Linked DNA regions of Mus musculus: regions 1, 2, 3 and 4 are each linked to region 5. A link is a contact called in public promoter capture Hi-C data. All regions are on one chromosome and are shown on one strand. Each heading gives the region's core, a stretch centred on a gene start, on an enhancer-like site or on the middle of the called end of the contact. The rest is flanking DNA. Distances are from core to core; before and after follow the strand shown.

The links. Promoter capture Hi-C pulls out the DNA fragments that hold promoters and counts their contacts.
Region 1: a contact with region 5 is called in a promoter capture Hi-C map of second pharyngeal arch cranial neural crest, with 3 times the contacts expected there. The contact joins the promoter of Pgm1 here to the promoter of Atg4c in region 5. A contact is called at or near these places in 10 of 39 promoter capture datasets (the 3T3-L1 cell line, 3T3-L1-derived adipocytes, the C10 cell line and 7 more), 1 of 484 Hi-C or Micro-C datasets (Th1 cells) and 2 of 115 datasets of contacts at active chromatin or transcription factors (astrocytes and large pre-B cells).
Region 2: a promoter capture Hi-C map of second pharyngeal arch cranial neural crest shows a contact between it and region 5. The contact joins the promoter of Alg6 here to the promoter of Atg4c in region 5. A contact is called at or near these places in 11 of 39 promoter capture datasets (the 3T3-L1 cell line, the C10 cell line, the HPC-7 cell line and 8 more), 1 of 484 Hi-C or Micro-C datasets (uterus) and 6 of 115 datasets of contacts at active chromatin or transcription factors (astrocytes, embryonic forebrain, embryonic stem cells and 3 more).
Region 3: a contact with region 5 is called in a promoter capture Hi-C map of pre-B cells. The contact joins the promoter of Itgb3bp here to the promoter of Atg4c in region 5. A contact is called at or near these places in 17 of 39 promoter capture datasets (the 3T3-L1 cell line, 3T3-L1-derived adipocytes, the C10 cell line and 11 more), 1 of 484 Hi-C or Micro-C datasets (forebrain), 7 of 115 datasets of contacts at active chromatin or transcription factors (astrocytes, embryonic basal ganglia, embryonic forebrain and 4 more) and 4 of 9 other capture datasets (adipose tissue, embryonic stem cells, liver and 1 more).
Region 4: a promoter capture Hi-C map of 3T3-L1-derived adipocytes shows a contact between it and region 5, with 3 times the contacts expected there. The contact joins the enhancer-like site here to the promoter of Atg4c in region 5. A contact is called at or near these places in 8 of 39 promoter capture datasets (3T3-L1-derived adipocytes, the C10 cell line, the HPC-7 cell line and 4 more), 1 of 15 datasets of contacts at CTCF or cohesin (pro-B cells), 1 of 484 Hi-C or Micro-C datasets (embryonic stem cells) and 2 of 115 datasets of contacts at active chromatin or transcription factors (large pre-B cells and pro-B cells).

What each region holds. Positions count from the first base shown.
Region 1 is chr4:99,928,156-99,931,106 of GRCm38.p6, forward strand. It overlaps Pgm1 (phosphoglucomutase 1), which reads left to right and starts at 1,296. Exons shown (of 11, transcript NM_028132.3): 1 at 1,296-1,656. The coding sequence starts at 1,411. BC062258 (a long non-coding RNA gene) reads left to right here and starts at 1,663. Exons shown (of 2, transcript XR_003955079.1): 1 at 1,663-1,859; 2 at 2,490-2,951.
Region 2 is chr4:99,713,963-99,717,034 of GRCm38.p6, forward strand. Alg6 (asparagine-linked glycosylation 6 (alpha-1,3,-glucosyltransferase)) reads left to right here and starts at 1,668. Exons shown (of 15, transcript NM_001081264.1): 1 at 1,668-1,744.
Region 3 is chr4:99,827,713-99,831,114 of GRCm38.p6, forward strand. Itgb3bp (integrin beta 3 binding protein (beta3-endonexin)) reads right to left here and starts at 1,446. Exons shown (of 9, transcript NM_026348.4): 1 at 1,371-1,446. The coding sequence starts at 1,375. Efcab7 (EF-hand calcium binding domain 7) reads left to right here and starts at 1,733. Exons shown (of 14, transcript NM_145549.2): 1 at 1,733-1,842.
Region 4 is chr4:98,499,559-98,502,576 of GRCm38.p6, forward strand. All of the region lies in intron 20 of Patj (PATJ, crumbs cell polarity complex component), which reads left to right. Among named protein-coding and RNA genes, the nearest start is that of Gm40210, 78 kb to the right of the region's middle. Within about 2 kb of position 1,498, at least 8 of the 459 cell types and tissues checked have an H3K27ac peak or open chromatin away from gene starts, as enhancers often do. A contact at or near this core is called in 3T3-L1-derived adipocytes, where this site is marked.
Region 5 is chr4:99,192,023-99,195,313 of GRCm38.p6, forward strand. Atg4c (autophagy related 4C, cysteine peptidase) reads left to right here and starts at 1,912. Exons shown (of 11, transcript NM_175029.3): 1 at 1,912-2,430.

The DNA of each region.
Region 1 (2,951 bases), core at 46-2,545, 740 kb after region 5:
TGATAATTTTAGGCTTGATAGGTTTTAAGTACAGTCTGATGACTGCATCAACTAATACTGATTTCACGTGGACTGTACTAAGCTGGGGTCATTTCAAGTCTGTATAGGTCTATGCCTCTATGGAATGTTTCTCTCTCTCTCTCTTTCCCTCTCTCTCTCTCTCTTTCTTTCTCTCTCTCTCTCTCTCTCTGGGTGTGTGTGTGTGTAGGAATACAGGCACAGTCATCATCACCACAACCTCTTTCTTGCAGAAATCCTTTTTGAAAGGTTTTACATTTGTTTAAGATGGACACTCACAGACTTAACTTTCTTAAAGGTATTTGTTTTCTTGGTATACTAAAATGACACATTTGTCAAGCAGAGACTCTTAACAAAAAAACAAAAACAAAAACAAAAAAAAACTAAGAAAGGCAGAAGAAAATATTCCTACCGAATAATCAAATCCTTTTTGACTGCCTTAGCTCTTGCTGTTTTCACAATCACTGGGTCCGCTGTCACAGTAATCCTTTGACGCCTTATAGCTGTATCTATGTTTATCTAGGCTGCCTTCAAAGTTTCCATTTCCTAGTTGTCAAACGTGATGGATGACAGACAGGCCAACCCTGGTAAGAGCCTGCCTGGCTTGTTCAGACCCAAACTGAGCTGAACTTCCTCAAGTGATGAAGGATTTTGTTTTGTTTTTCGAGACAGGGTTTCTCTGTGTAGCCCTGGCTTTCCTGGAACTCACTCTATAGACCAGGCTGGCCTCGAACTCAGAAATCTGCCTGCCTCTGCCTCCCAAGTGATGGGATTAAAGGCATGTGCCACCACCGCCCGGCGAGGAAGGATTTTATTATCGGAATTTCTCAGTGTTGTGAGCAGAAGCACGGAAAAATAAAACCCGTACTTTTGGAAGATCTAGAAACTATACACTAAACAAATCAGTTCTTCGGATATCCACAATCACTAATGAAGTAGCATGTGGCCCACAGCAAACACATAAAAAGTAGAAAGCTGAATATAACTTTGGGGTTGAGCCTGTCCTTGCAGAAAAAAAAAAAGTCGGAGGATGGCTTTTCTGTCTTTTAGACCAGCTTCTGGAATGTATACGTGACACTCTAGTCCAATCACAGTAACGTGCTGAACTCTTCGTCCTTGCACTATGATCGATAGATGAAGCTCTGCTCTCCAGTTAAAGAGCTAGTTTCTTTATATAGACCATTGGCTCAGGTAGAGATGTGTCAGTCGGGGAGACTCCGCCCCTCTCGACCCCGTGACCCGTCCCTCTTCCCAGGCAGCCGGACTTTGGCGAAGTGGGCGGGCCGTGGGCAGGCCCTGGGCCATCGTTTCCAGGGCAAGAGCAGAGCGGACCCTGAGCCCTCTGCAGCAGCCAGAGCCGCAGCCACTGTCGCCTCGCAGCCAACCGCCACCATGGTGAAGATCGTGACAGTGAAGACGCAGGCATATCCGGATCAGAAGCCGGGCACCAGCGGATTGCGGAAGCGAGTGAAGGTTTTCCAGAGCAACGCCAACTATGCGGAGAATTTCATCCAGAGCATCGTCTCTACCGTGGAGCCGGCGCTGAGGCAGGAGGCCACGCTGGTTGTGGGCGGGGACGGCCGCTTCTACATGACCGAGGCCATCCAGCTCATCGTACGCATCGCTGCAGCCAACGGGGTAAGGGACGCGCGGGCCGGGCTGAGCGTGTGCTACGTGCGGGCTTCTCTGGGCCGGCGCTTCCGTGCGCGCCACCATCCCGTCCCCGCCCCGCGCACGCTCCCTTGACCTTGGCAGTACCCCCGCCCCCACACCCCTATTCGGCTTCCCGTCCACCCCATCCCCCCACACCCCACGTTTCGCAATGGCTATGCCGGGGAAAGGTGAGCCCGCCGTGCAGACCCTGCGTGGCGCTGTGCTATTCTGGTCTGGGATTGGGGCACCTCCCGCTGACTCGAGGCCAGGTGTTGGGAGGGCCGGGGTGACCGGAGCACTCATCCCCCTGGGGCGTTAAGCCAGCGATCTGGGCCCGCAGGTGCCAAGCCTCTCTCCCTGCCCTCTGGTTGGCTTGGGAAAGGCGCTTCCTCCCCTGCCGGGCCTGCTGCCTGGGTTCAGGCTTTTGAAAAGTCCAGTCTCTGCTGGACCTGTTCCACCAAGGGGGCTGGACCTGAATTTTCATTAAAGCAATAACAATATACCCAAGGGCTCTCTTATGCAAGCTGTCCTGACAGGCCAGGAAATTAATGCAACGCCCCCAGTTCCGCCCCCTGGTTAAGAAGGTTAACTGTCTTAATTGAGCAGGTCCACTAGAGAGGTGAAACTTTTTTTTCTCCTATAAATCTGATGATTTGTAAATGTGGATTTGGAATTGGTTATTTGTTTCTACAAGATACTTTAAAAGAAGTTTTAAGGAACACGTTTTCTTTGTATATTTACAATAACATTGGACTTTCTCTCAGCTCCTCTGGGGCCCATTCCCTTCAACAATAACTTGTATTTCAACTTATTTCAAGCTGCCTTGCCAAGCACCGTGACAAACATTTCACTGGTGTGTCTCAAGAACCCTCTTGAAGCCCTATAAGGAAGACGCTATTATGGGTACTTTAAAGTCACCGAGGAGAGTACTAAAAAGCCTGGGCAGGTTAAAGAATTTACCAAAACTATAACGGGAACATTGAATCCAGCACGGACCTTCCGGTACCACTTGAGTGGCTTCTGAAAATCGAGGGACTCATAAATTGCAAGACCTTCTTTTTCCAGTTTTCAAGATCTAAACTGAGCTCTGTATGTAGACTTTCCTGGATGGGTCAGACATTGACAAACAGAGAAAGAAGTTGGGATTTGTATCTGTATGCCCAGGAGTGTTCAGACCACCACAGCTTTCCATGTGGGAGAGAGGCCGGTCAGCTCTGTGGGGAGGATCCCTTCAGCTCCACCCTTGCTCACAGGGGCCTCATTCAGCAGTCCCCTGGCCT
Region 2 (3,072 bases), core at 418-2,917, 520 kb after region 5:
CAATGCTTCATCTTTCATTTGGCAGAAGCTTAAACACACGAACACATGGATTTTTGGCGTGTCCAAGGTGTTTCATGTATGTGTGATCCTGTAATGTGCTGGGCTTCAGACAGCATGTGTCAGCATGCTAGAGACTTCATCAGCTCACCTCCTCCTGGCGGGCTAACACACGCTCACTTAAGTACAGCTGCTTATCTTTCTTCCCCATTAGCTCCCTCATTTCTTCAGCAAATAAAAACGTTCTATCTTTAGCTCCAGCATCTTTCCTAGGTTCTGATTCACAAGTGGCACACAAGTGTTAGTATTTTGTTGTGTTGACATCACATCAAATTCACTACAGTGTAGCATCTTCTTCCAAGTCGATTCCAAGCTTCCCAACACACTACCTTGGGGACCATCCCATAATATTCTTTCCTTTAACCTTGCTGTCCTGCACACTTCCTACATTACAAAGACCTTTACACATCCCCTGTCCCATTGACCCTTCCTAGTTCTCACCCTGGTCTAACCATAACTTTTCCCTCTGACACATCCATTATCACCTGTGTCTGATTTTTCTTTCAAAGCTAAGGTGGCTCATTCAGGAAGAAGCCTTTCCTGACAGTTAATAGTTTACACCGAGTCCAAGTCTTGTCTTAACTCCCATGGACTGTGGTGTGTATACTACTAATGTGACAGTGTGCACTTCATTGTGCTGCTTTCTATTCTTTTTTTGCATGGGAAATGCTTTTTGAAGAGAATTTTGTGAGAGCAGAGACTCCAGTGTAGTCAAACAGGTGAGCTCTAGGTTGAGTGAAAGACTGTCTCAAAATGTAAGGTGGGGATGGATAGAGAAAGACACCAGCATCGACCTTTGATCTCTTCAAGTACACACAGGTAACACATACTTCTTCCCCCACCCCCAATTCACCTCCCCCAGCAATACTCAATATTTGTTTTCACTTATGTCAGAGTTGGTGTCTACAAAATGGCACAAATCAAAAGCAGGGTGTGAGGGAAGGAGGGGGATATTATTTTTGGCAAATGTGGGAACGGATGGTTCAAGTTGCCTGATGGGGCATGTAGTGTCTATTCTGGGACGGAGTTTTTTTTTTTTTTTTTTTTTTTTGGCGGGTCAGGGACAGGGTCTTGCTGTGTATCTCAGGCTGACCCTCTTACTCTCCATCCTCTTGCCTCAGCCTCCCTAGAGGTGAGAATGTCACCGTGTGTAGCTATTGCTGCTCATAGGCTCAACCCAGAGGCTCTAGAAACGGTTTCTCACTAGAAGTAACTTCTCAACTTTACTGGGGCAAGTAGTCTTTGCTTAGCTCTAAGAAAGTAGGCTGGCTGCTGTAGGGCACTGACCCAGGAGGAAGACCTGCCACTCGGGATGAGGACTGGCCAAGGGCTCGCCAGTGCGAAGAGCGCAGGAGCCGCCCCTCACAGGAATCCGTGGGCTAAGCAGCCGCTCAAGCTTTGGCCGTGGTCCCGGGAAAGAGGAGCAAGGGGCTTTCCACCTGCCCCTGACCTAACCCCAGCCGCCAGGCTTCTCGAATTCCAGGGCTTGCACCCCGCCTCCCGCAACGTGGCAGTCTAGCTCTCCCAGTCCCGCCCCTCCACGATGACTCCGCCCACCACTCCGCCCCCTCGCCTTACGGGCTCGCTCCCGTGAGCGCCGCTGGGAGCGCGCGTGCTCCTCGGGCTGTGAGTGCGCAGGCGCATTCGCTGGTTCTCTGCGGGCGCCAATTCTGGAGAGCAGAGGCTGGTAAGAGCCTGGGGTTGCCGAGGTCTGGAGGCGGCAGGCGTCGGGAGGTCCCGGCAGCCGGCTCGAGCGGGCTTCTCGGGGGCTTGTTGGGAGGTCTCGCCCATCCCCGAGATCCCCGGCGTGTGGCTGTCCTGCAGAAGTGACGCGGCCTGGCCGGATTGGCCTCGGCGACCCTGTCCCCGCCGTCCTGTGGGTCTGTCCCTCCCGAGGCTGATGTCCCGAGGGTACCTTAGCAGGAAAAAGAAGTCTGGGACTTGACGGTCTGGCCCCTTGTCGGGATGTGCCTGCTATCTGTGCGTGGCCTCCTGAGAAAGTTGCTGAGCTGCTCTTGCAGGTGGCACAGCAGTCGCCTGCTGTTTAAGGGGGAGATAGCCCGAATGGTGGCACTGGGAGGCAGAGGCAGGAGGATCTCAGGTTTCCAGGCCAGCCTGTTCTACATTGGAGAGTTTTAGGCTAGCCAGAGCAACACGGTGAGACCTCGTGTTTCACTGTGTTTCACACAGGACTTCCGAAAATGTAGTATCCCTCACTCTCTCCTCCCTTCTCCTGCCCACATTTGTCCACCCCGACTACCTTCTCTAGTCAAGTGGGTTCCTGCTTTCTGCCAACCGAACTCTAAGGATGGAAGGACATTGAAAGGACTAGAAATGATCTTTGCTCGCATAGCAATTTTGTTCTGAATAACAAGTGAATGGCATTTCCTCATAAGCTCGTTTGTTGGAATAACATGCTTGCAGAACCATACTGTACATAATTCTACTGGAACTTGTTGCTCATCACTCACCCAGGGAACGTATCTTTTTCTGTTTCTCAGTTCAAATAACAATATTCATTTCATCTCACAAGACCTCTCCAGAGAACCCCCCTCCTCATTAACCCTACCCCCTTAGGTAATTTTTGTTGTTGTTGTTTCTGTTGTTGATCTGTGGCTTTAAAAATGTATGGTTAAATACAATGCAGGGTGTTCTTTCAATTCTTTTTTTTTTTTTAATTTTTTATTAGGTATCGTCCTCATTTACATTTCCAATGCTATCCCAAAAGTCCCCCATACACTCACCCCCACTCCCCTCCCCACCCACTCCCCCTTTTTGGCCCTGGCGTTCCCCTGTACTGGGGCATATAAAGTTTGCAAGTCCAATGGGCCTCTCTTTCCAGTGATGGCCGACTAGGCCATCTTTTGATACATATGCAGCTAGAGTCAAGAGCTCCGGGGTACTGGTTAGTTCATAATGTTGTTCCACCTATAGGGTTGCAGATCCCTTTAGTTCCTTGGCTACTTTCTCTAGCTCAATTTATTTATTTTTTTTATTAATTTGTAGTACCATACA
Region 3 (3,402 bases), core at 196-2,695, 640 kb after region 5:
ATGTAGTTCATCAGGTACAGTGCTCAGTTACTATACACAAAGCTTTAGGTTGGACCCCCAGCACTGAATAAACAGTGGGCGGTATGCAATCCCAGCACTGGGGGAGGTGGACGGAAAATTAGAAGTTTGTTGTTTTCTTCAGCTACAAAGTGAGTTTAAGATCAGCCTGGGTTATACAAGCCCCTGATTCTTTAGAAAAATGGACCAACCAACACAACTGCTAAAAATATGGGATGTCAATGTACTTAATGAAACTCTTCTAATATAACAACATCTACTCATATATTAAAGTTGCCAGTTGCCAGAAAAATATCCACTTCCAATAGATTTTGGTTCCTCACTTCTGTAAACAGATCAGGAACATAGTTTACACACCAAATTCATTTTCATTCTTTTCCTGCTTAAGTTTTGTTCCCTCATCTTTGCCAGCAATGTTATAATAGACATTTTTCTAATGCATTAAAAGATAAACCTTTTTAGAATGGTGAGTTAATAAATATTGTTATTTCCGAAGGTCCTCCTTCTTTTATGTCAGCTCATATCTTACACAAGTATCCCCGATAATATCTTAGTTTGCATTTTACTCAAACAGGAAAATGTTACCCTAGCAGGAAGTACCTAAATCAGCCTGGTACGGGGGTAGCCAAAGAAGTATTACAAGAGTTAGGTCTTCCTCCTCCCTCAAATTCTTTAAAAAGACCCTGTTTTTTTTAAAAACAAAACAAAACAAAAAAAAAAAAAAACCTGTTTATACAACCGCTAACTGTGCTTTATATAGCCTATGTAGGGTAGCCGAAGGGTAGCAGTCTAGCACAATACCCATCTCTACTATGGTCATTTTCGGTAATCACATTATTGGGGTTGGGCTGTAACTTAAAGATGACCCAATACAAACCCACTTTTTACTTTTTTCAAGCTTATTTTTATAAGTAAGAAAAGTAAATCACTTATTACTGAGTTGCTAAGTGATAATCTTAAGAATCTTTCAGTGCCTGAAATCCATTCAGTCCATGAAATCTCTCCCGAGTTTCAGAGAACTCACTACACAAATGCTTAACAAGCATTTAAAAATTCTACAAATTACAGAGAAATGTTTACTTAATATACTCTTTCATTCTTAGTCATTTCAAGTTAGACATTACTCAGATTTAGCCCGCAGCTTACACAATGATGTGAAGTTTTAAGAGTCAAAGAAGTGTTGGAAGGGTAGAGGTAGGTTGGGAATACCAAGCATCCCGACGCTGTCAACAGAGAAAAGTTTATAGAAATAAAAAAGACAAGGTGACCATGGGACGGCATACTCTTCCTGTATACTCTTTTTGCTCATAGAGGGCCCACAAAACAGCAACGTCTGGGGAAGGGATACCTACGGCATTTCGGGACTCCGTTGCTGGACAGAACCAACTGAGAAACCGCAAACGCGGAAGCATAAAAAGCCCGCGTAGTAAGCGCTGGATGAGGTGTCACCCCGTATGCAGCTCGCCGGAAACAGTCTCCGCGCGAGAAAGAGCCTGAACGTGTTCAAGGAAATGGTGCAGGGAGTCTAAGGCCAGAATCCATTTAGCCCCAGCCGCATGCAGCGCACGACCCTCCTCACTATTGTGGACATGCCAGCCTCGCAACAGATAAGCTACAATGCCATGGCTGTTCTCTCTCGGTCAATGGTCCACAAATCTCTGGTCGGAGCGTTTGGAAGGTGCTCTGCCTCTTATTTCCGGTGGCGGCGAGGCGCAGTTGCTATGGTAATCTAAAAAAGGCGGAGGTCTGTCCGGTTGCGCCGAGAGGTTCGCGGATCTACTAACGAAAATTGGCTGCTCTTCTTGGTTTGTGAGCTGAAATTAGGTAGCCACCAAGCCTCTCTCTTGCTCTGTCGCTCGCTCTGCTCTTCATTGTGCGGCCGCCTCTCCCATCTGCTACGTTTACTTCTGTGTCCTCCTAAGAGCCGGTGCATGCCCCGAAACACACAAGGGGATGCAGCATCGTGGCCAGAGGAGTACAAAAAACGGAGAGAGCTTGTCTGGGATTAGTTGTGACTGTTTCACGGTGCAGCGACGGTGACTGGATGGCTCTCTGTTTTCATTTGGCCCTTTAGACGCCTTAGGCGCTTTTAACAGTTTATTTTTCCTGCTTATTGTGTGCCTAGTTATTTATGGAGCCGTTTGCTACAATATACTCTCCAGGCCCCTGTCTCAGACTTGGGCTAGAATTTTAAATAAAAGGTGGTTTCCGAGCCCTAGGGGTGCAATTATATATTTATTTAAGCTTCAGTTTGGACTGTCTTCACAGGAAGGGAAAGAATAGAATTCTGGAACATTTCTGTCCAGGGATTTTCATGTGAGAATAACCCCATTTGGAAGGAGCACTTGAAGATCCTTAAAAATGTTTTTAAATTGCTTGCTGTAAGCCGAGTGCTTGCTCTTCCTTATTGGAATAGTTTTCTTTCCCGTTTGTGAGATGGCGCGCACGCATATGTGTTTAAAACCGATGTTTAATTATGGTGATACCAATTTGCAGTAACCAGACTGTGACACCACATCCCTATGGGGTCCTTCTAAATCTGGTGTAATATGAAAGTGTCAGGCAGGCGGTCTGTGTATTATAAATAGGGTACTTCATCCATGATAAGCGATTATTATCTTTCTTTCCCAAGTGTAAAAGACCTACATAATTCAAGAAGGTGCCAGTGATTTAGGCCTCCTGAGTATGAATCCAATGAGTCCTGAAGGGGACCCTACCTGTGTCATCTTATTGTTCAACTTGAACTATTCAATTTATTAGATTGGAATGTATTTTTAGAAGTCAACGCAGGATAAAGCAATGTTGGAAGCCATTAGACCACCAGAACAATTTTGCCCTGCATAGTAGCCTTTGTTCAATAAACCTTCATTCACATTAAAAGAAGAAATGACTGAGATTTCACAAATTACCACTGACTGGGTGACATCTCTGTCCCTCAATTTCATCATCTGTAAAATGGACAAAAAGTGCCTGGTCAGTGTAGAAAGGATTAAATAAGACGTTTGATTGTATATTAATGTCTTATGAGCAGACATGCTGTATAGACACTAAATATTATTACTAGTAAAGGAACTTTATAAAGCTCAATGTAATCGGTGGAACTTCAAATATCCAGTGATTTGACATGAGCTGTATTATAGAAATGTGAATGAAATGATAGTTAATCCTGCTATGGGGGGATCCAACTGCAGTTGATTTGCATTAAAAAAAAAACCTCACTGTTGGGGAATTTCACTCCATGTATGTTTTCTTTAGCATTTGTGTGTCCTGAAGTATTCTGTATGTTTCACATTTGTGAACTGTTGTAATCTTAACAACCCTGTGAAGTCTCCCCTGAAGTCTTATTTTGAGATGATGCATGTATGCATTTTCTTTGTTCTGATT
Region 4 (3,018 bases), core at 248-2,747, 690 kb before region 5:
ACAATCCTTGAGAGGATTTAAAACTATTCAAATGTATTATGAACATGTAGTTCCTAGCACCCAGTTAGGTCCTCAAGAGGGTTGAGGAACATTACTACTCTGTCCTATTAAGACTCTATTTATAGCATATAAATAATACCTAAGAAGTTCTATGTTGATTCTCCTCCACCACCCACATGCTCTTGTTTTAGGTAAAGGATGAACTATGACAGTTTCTTGTATGTGTTGTTCACCTGGCCGACCATATAAATTGTGTAAATGTCTGTATTATGTACTTTTTAGGCATATAGTTTGATGGTATTAAATACCATTGCACTGTTGTGTAACCACCATCTCTGTCCATCTCCAGAACCTTATCTTCCTTCATAGGAATGGTGAGCCCGCCAATTAATAAATGCCCTCCCCTTGCCCATTCTCCCTGGCACTAACTGTAACTCTGTCTTCTGTTTAAGAATTTGACTACTTCATAGAAGTGAAGCTGTGATAATTACCATTATATGTCTGGCTTACTTCATGAAGCATAAGCTCTTCAAGGTTCATTCATGTGTATGTCAGACGACCTCACTGAGGTAGAAGAATTAACCCTGTATGTATGTCTCAATGGAAAAATCTTTTCTTCTGACCCTCTCAGAGCTGATCCCGGAGAGTATCTGTTAAAGTGAGAGACAATGTTAGTGCAGAATTCAGAAAAGTTTTCTGTGGGTACAACAAATTGGTTTGTTTAGGATCCACAAATGAAACTTGGGGGACAAATGTGACAAGGAAATTTGTGACAGTGTTATTATTCCGGTGCTACAGGTGCTGCCACCTTCAGGCTGGAATGAGGATTGGCCTTCTGTTCTTCATGGACGTAGACCCATCCTCATTGACCTGTGACTGCTTATTTCCCACAAGTGGCCTCTTGGCATCCCCGTCTCTCCTGCCTTTGCAGTTTTTGAGACATGGGCTTACTATGTAGAACATGCTCTTGTCCACCGTGAAATGGACTTGCCTCAGTTCTCAGGTGCCTGTGTCATCCAGCCAGCTGCTGCTGCTGCTTTCAATTATGCAAGGGAAGTTCTAGAGAATGGCTTCTTTTTTGTACTTGCAAAATATATGATGGTTTTAGCCTGAAGCTTCGGCGAATGTTCTCTCATGTGCCACATTTTGGCTTTCTATGTAAATGCTGGGAACTGAACCAGGATCCTTTGAAACAGCCATATGTGCTTTTAGCTACGAAGCCATGACCTGGACCAGCAAGTTGTTCTTCAATGACAGGGTCCTCAGAAAGGGGACCAGAAGCTCAGAAGCAAATGGTAGAACATAGAGAAGATAAGAAAGTTTGAGACCAAGAGGTCTTGTCAAGCTATGTCTTGGACCAAATAAGCTCATTAAGAAGTACAGCACCTTATGTTCTATTTCTAGGAGAGAAGTGGGGCAGAGTAAGCAGAGTCTGTCATACAATAGGATCAAGGCAGCGGGAAGCTAATTAAACAAAGTTGCACAAGGGCAACGTGGTTTCTCAAGAGCATTATAAATCTAGCCTACAGCAGTCTTGGGACTGAACCATAGCCATAGTTCCCCCAAGGCCCTGGCCTCAGGCCATGACCTGCTCTGCCAAGCATATTCCTGGTTGTAGAGAAGGCTGTGTTTCTTCTCTATACATCAGTGCCCCAAGGTGTGTGATGAGTGGGTTTCAAGGCCCTGGACTAAGGATATTACTGGCTTTGCCAAACACTTCTCTATATACCAGGGCCTCAGGGGAGGCCTAGGTTGATCAGTCTAGCTCTTAGTAGAGCAGTGTCTCTAGTCCTCCACCCTATTATTCATGGATAATGTTGCTGTAAATATTGGTATATAAATACCTGCTCATCACCTGTTTTCAGTTCTCTTGGGTTGCCAAATTAAATCACAATCAGAGATTCTCCGAAGGCTTGTGGTGTTTATTTGGGAATAACAGAATAACTGAGAATGCACAGGTCATAGTGACCAGTAAGCATTTTCTAGGAGTCTAAGGCAAGTTTTTAAAAGAGAAGAATTTGCAGTCACAGTCCATTGAATATGAAGTCCCTGCTCTTGAAGTCCTAAAGTCATAGTTGGCCCAGATTATTAATGGAAATGCTTATTGGGGAGGTATTCTGTTAGAAGTGTCTTGTTGGAACTTTTGTAGAACTCACAAATACTAAGCACTATAAATGAAATGTGTATGTTCATGGGGCATGTTAAGAATGGGGCGTTTCCATAGGAAGATGTTGGGAAGAGCTGAGCATGGTACGTACATGGAGTGTATGAACCAGGTTCTGTAATCCCAACTGATGGGACGTAGAGGCGGGAGGGTGAGGAGTTCAGGGTCGGCTTTTGCTCCACAGTAAATCTGAGGTCAGTGCTAAGTTAGACCCTGATTTTAAACCAACAGAATTCAGAGACCTCAAGAAGGACCTTCAACATTGTCTCCGACAGCCAAGTATTTTCCTTTCCTCGTTCTCTGGTTCTGATCTTATGGTGATGTGACCAAAGGGATTGGGTTAGCTTTTCTCAGAGCATTGTACCATGCAATGTTCAGTGTCCAGCTTTGCCACACCCTTGCTAATGCTGGCTTGCCTGAGTTTTTCAAATTTGTGTTTGTGAGTAGCAAGTGTGCCCTACTGTGTGATTCGCTTTGAGATGACAACTTGCTCATATCCCAGTGCCTTAGTTACTGTCCTGTTGTATGAGTTGATAGCTGCCCAGCAGAAAATGTAAAGGAAGAGGCTCATTACTTCAAAGGGATTTCTACCTGTTTATTATAAGAGGGAAGGCAAAATGGCAGGAAATAGTTCTTGGTGGCAGAAATGTGGGAGAAGCTTATTCAGGGATGGTGAACAGGGAACAGAGAACACAGGCTGGAACCAGAGGTGACTGGAACCCTAAGAGGCCCATTCCTGGTGACCAGCTGCTGTCAAAATATCACTGCAGGCCCTTAAAATATGGCCTGTGGTGGGCATTGCAGACTCAAAGCAGCTCTGGCTAGCTGTGAATTCTACTTTCTCTTGCCTTAGG
Region 5 (3,291 bases), core at 662-3,161:
AAAAAGCAGTCTGTTACATAAATTATGTACTTTTAAACCCCTCTTCCTTTACACAATTGAACATTAAAACTGCTTTAGAACCATGTCTACCAGAAATGAAGCATATTTCAAAAGCTTCCTTAATATCACTGTAACTTAGTGTTTATTTACCACAAACACCAGTGAATCCCATTCCCCCTAACTATAGTTCATCAGCATTCCCACCCAGTCACTACTGGAAATGTTCTCTCCCACTGCAATTCCAGTTTGGTGCATGAGTATGAAAAGCAGCAGACTCTTTTCCATGATCATAGATTTTAAATATTTACTTGCTTGTACTGCATAATTTAGCACACTGGAGTCGGAAAGGGGTTTATATGGTAGTGGATTCCTTGCCAGTGTTAGAGAATAGAAAGTCCCTCTGTGACTCCCTTGTGAGACTGTAAAAATGTAAGGCATTACCGTTTCCTTTTCTAACCAATTAAAAAGTTTGTTTTACCATAAATCTGCAGAAAGCCTCTGCTTGTGGTATACATATAATATACCATACTTTTCTATAGTTAGCATATAAATCCAAGCCTCGGTTCTCATGGTTTGTTAATATAGTATGACAAAAAATTAAAATACAGCCATTCTGGTAGCACATGTGTGATGGTAAATCTCGGTGGTCAGTTTGACTACATCTAGAATTAATTCAGACCAAAGCTGCTGGGTACTGTAGTGAGGAGTTTTCTTAATCAGATTATTTGAAGAAGAAAGACCCACTCTAAATTTAGACCACATTTTTTTGGTAGCAGTCCAAATAAAAAAAAGGAAGGAAACTGTTCTACATCCATTTGCCCCACCTTTGCTGGCAAGTTTATTTGTCCAGTTGCTGCCAGTACTAAATCCAATTTCTTTGGAATTGAAATGAAGACAGTGCTCCAGGAATCTTCCAGGATCCAAGTGCCAGAATGGGATTTCTGAGACCTGTAGCCTCATGGACCAATTACCAGAGTCTTGGCCTTTTCAGTGTGAGACAGCCATTGTTGAACTACCTGGACCACATCCTGTAAGCAAGTCTAATATACACTCCTCTTATCAGTTCTGCTTCTTAGAGAACCCTCATACAAGTCCTTATAGAAGTTATGAGAAGGACAGCTTGTGAGATCTGTGCTATCTCCTCTCCAAGTCATCAGAAAGTGTTCTGCATTTCAAAATATGAAACAAACTATCCAAGCAGACAAAGGAGCAGATACCTTGTTATCTATGCTAATAAATGACCCTCTTGTTGTCTTGTTATACCCCTGTCCGGCCCATGTGACTGGTGAATAAATTGCTCTAGTAATTAATTCTAGGCAACTGTTTTCATGAGACTAACATGAAATAACTTTCCCAGCGTCCTAGCACAGATCTCTTATTCCAACACTAGGGGATTGAGAGAAGATAATGAGTTCTGGGTCAGTCTGGCTGTATTGCAAGTCCCTATCTTCAAATAAAACGCCACTCAATTCTAATCGTGAAACAGTTAAAATTCAAAGAACATATTTTGTATTCCAGAAGGCGTTCATTCTCTCGATGTTTAACTGTTTAACTGTCTGGTAGCAGAGATTGTTGATTTTTTTCCCCCTTGTAGTTTCTGCTCTTATTTCTTATGTATTGCTCCAACAGTCTGCGTTACTGAAAACAATATATTAGTAGAATTACATGTTGACATCATTTAGTATATCTCTCCCGATTTTTTTTTTAAAGGCAGGTCCTGTACTGTAATTCTTAACATGAATCTGAATGTGAAAACTGAATGCTCCACCAGGATGTAATCAATACCCCATACCACAGCTTGCCTTGGAGTAGACAGACTGTTAGTCTTTTAATCCAAGTGGGCTTGGTTTTAAGGACCCAGAGCTCTGTGCATGCTGGATCTTGTAGTCCCGAAACCGCAGACGCTCACCGTGCGTGGCGGGTAGTAGCTGAAGTCCAGTAGTTACAGTTACGAGGGACAGCTGTAAATCTAACTTGGGCCTGCCCCTCACAAATGAACTGCTCTAGGCTCTGAGCTTGCAGCCCGGGAGCTTAGGGTCTCCGACAGGGCTTCCTGCAGGACCGCGGCCTGCGGAGGCTTCGGTGTGCTGTGCTACGGTGGCCGCGCGGGGCCGCGGGCCGCACGTCCTGCGGTGCGTACGCGCTGTTCGGAGCGGCTGCTGGAGCCGACGCGCGTCTGGTGTGGGGACTCCTGCGCGGCTGTACAGTTATCCAGTCCCGTGTCGCCGAGGGGTCGGCTCGAGGCTGGCGGAGTGGAGAAGGTTGGAGCTTGGTGTTTGTAGTCTACGAATGGCCGGTTCTGGGGGCGGCCCTGCCCTTGGTGCAGACCCGTGGCCAACCGTCTGGGTTCCTGGAGGGTTTTGGAGCCTCTCTCGATTCTGCTTCCTCCTGAGGGTTATCTTCTGACGACTCCTCCTCGCCCTTTGAACTGTAAGCCTTCCAGTGGCCGGCTGTTCTACCCTTCTTGACCAGGAAAGGTTTTCTCCCTAGCCGCCGTATCCCATTGACTCTTCCTTGTTTCTCTTCATTTAAAACAAAAAGAGTGTATGTGTGGGAAATGTTAGATCTCAATCTGTCCGTCTGTAGCCCCGTTGCCCCTTTCGTTGTTTGAAACCGCAATCTGTAGCATTATATACCCTGGCTGTGCTAATAACGCTGACTTCATAGACCGGCTTTTGCTCATTCTCACATGCCCACCCACATCTGAGGGTTATTGAAGTTGGAAACTCAGACTACAATCTTCCGTGCGATGACCCGACATCACTGGGTCAGCTCAGCATAACTCTGCTTGAGTTTATTTTCTTAGGGTTTTTGTCGTATATTTTTGTTATCTTTATTGATTACTTTTCCACACGAGGTTCATTGCGACCTCGGGGCTAAGACTGTATTATTTTATAGCTTTTTAATCTTTGAATTACTTAGGTGAAGATTTCCTTCTGTTTGTTTACCTTTTCTGACCTTACATTCCCTTGGGAGTTTGGAATTGATTTTGTGTCAGTTGATAGCAGATAGACACAAAGGAGTGATCTTTCCTGCCTGCTGCTTGTGGCTTTTAATTAGATTATGAGTCTTTGGAAGTGCCCAGAGGGATTGGAAAGGTTTTGAAATGTATTTTCGGAGTTTCAAATGATAAAGCTTTTATTTTTCCAACTAGGGAAGAGTTCTAATTAGTCTAGTGTCTGAAGCTAATTAACTGGTTCACCTGCCATAAGAATTTGAGAACTGAAGTTAAAAACTGGGCAATGTGAGGGATTGTCTACATTAGTAAAATGAGTTTAGAGGCCCCCTTAA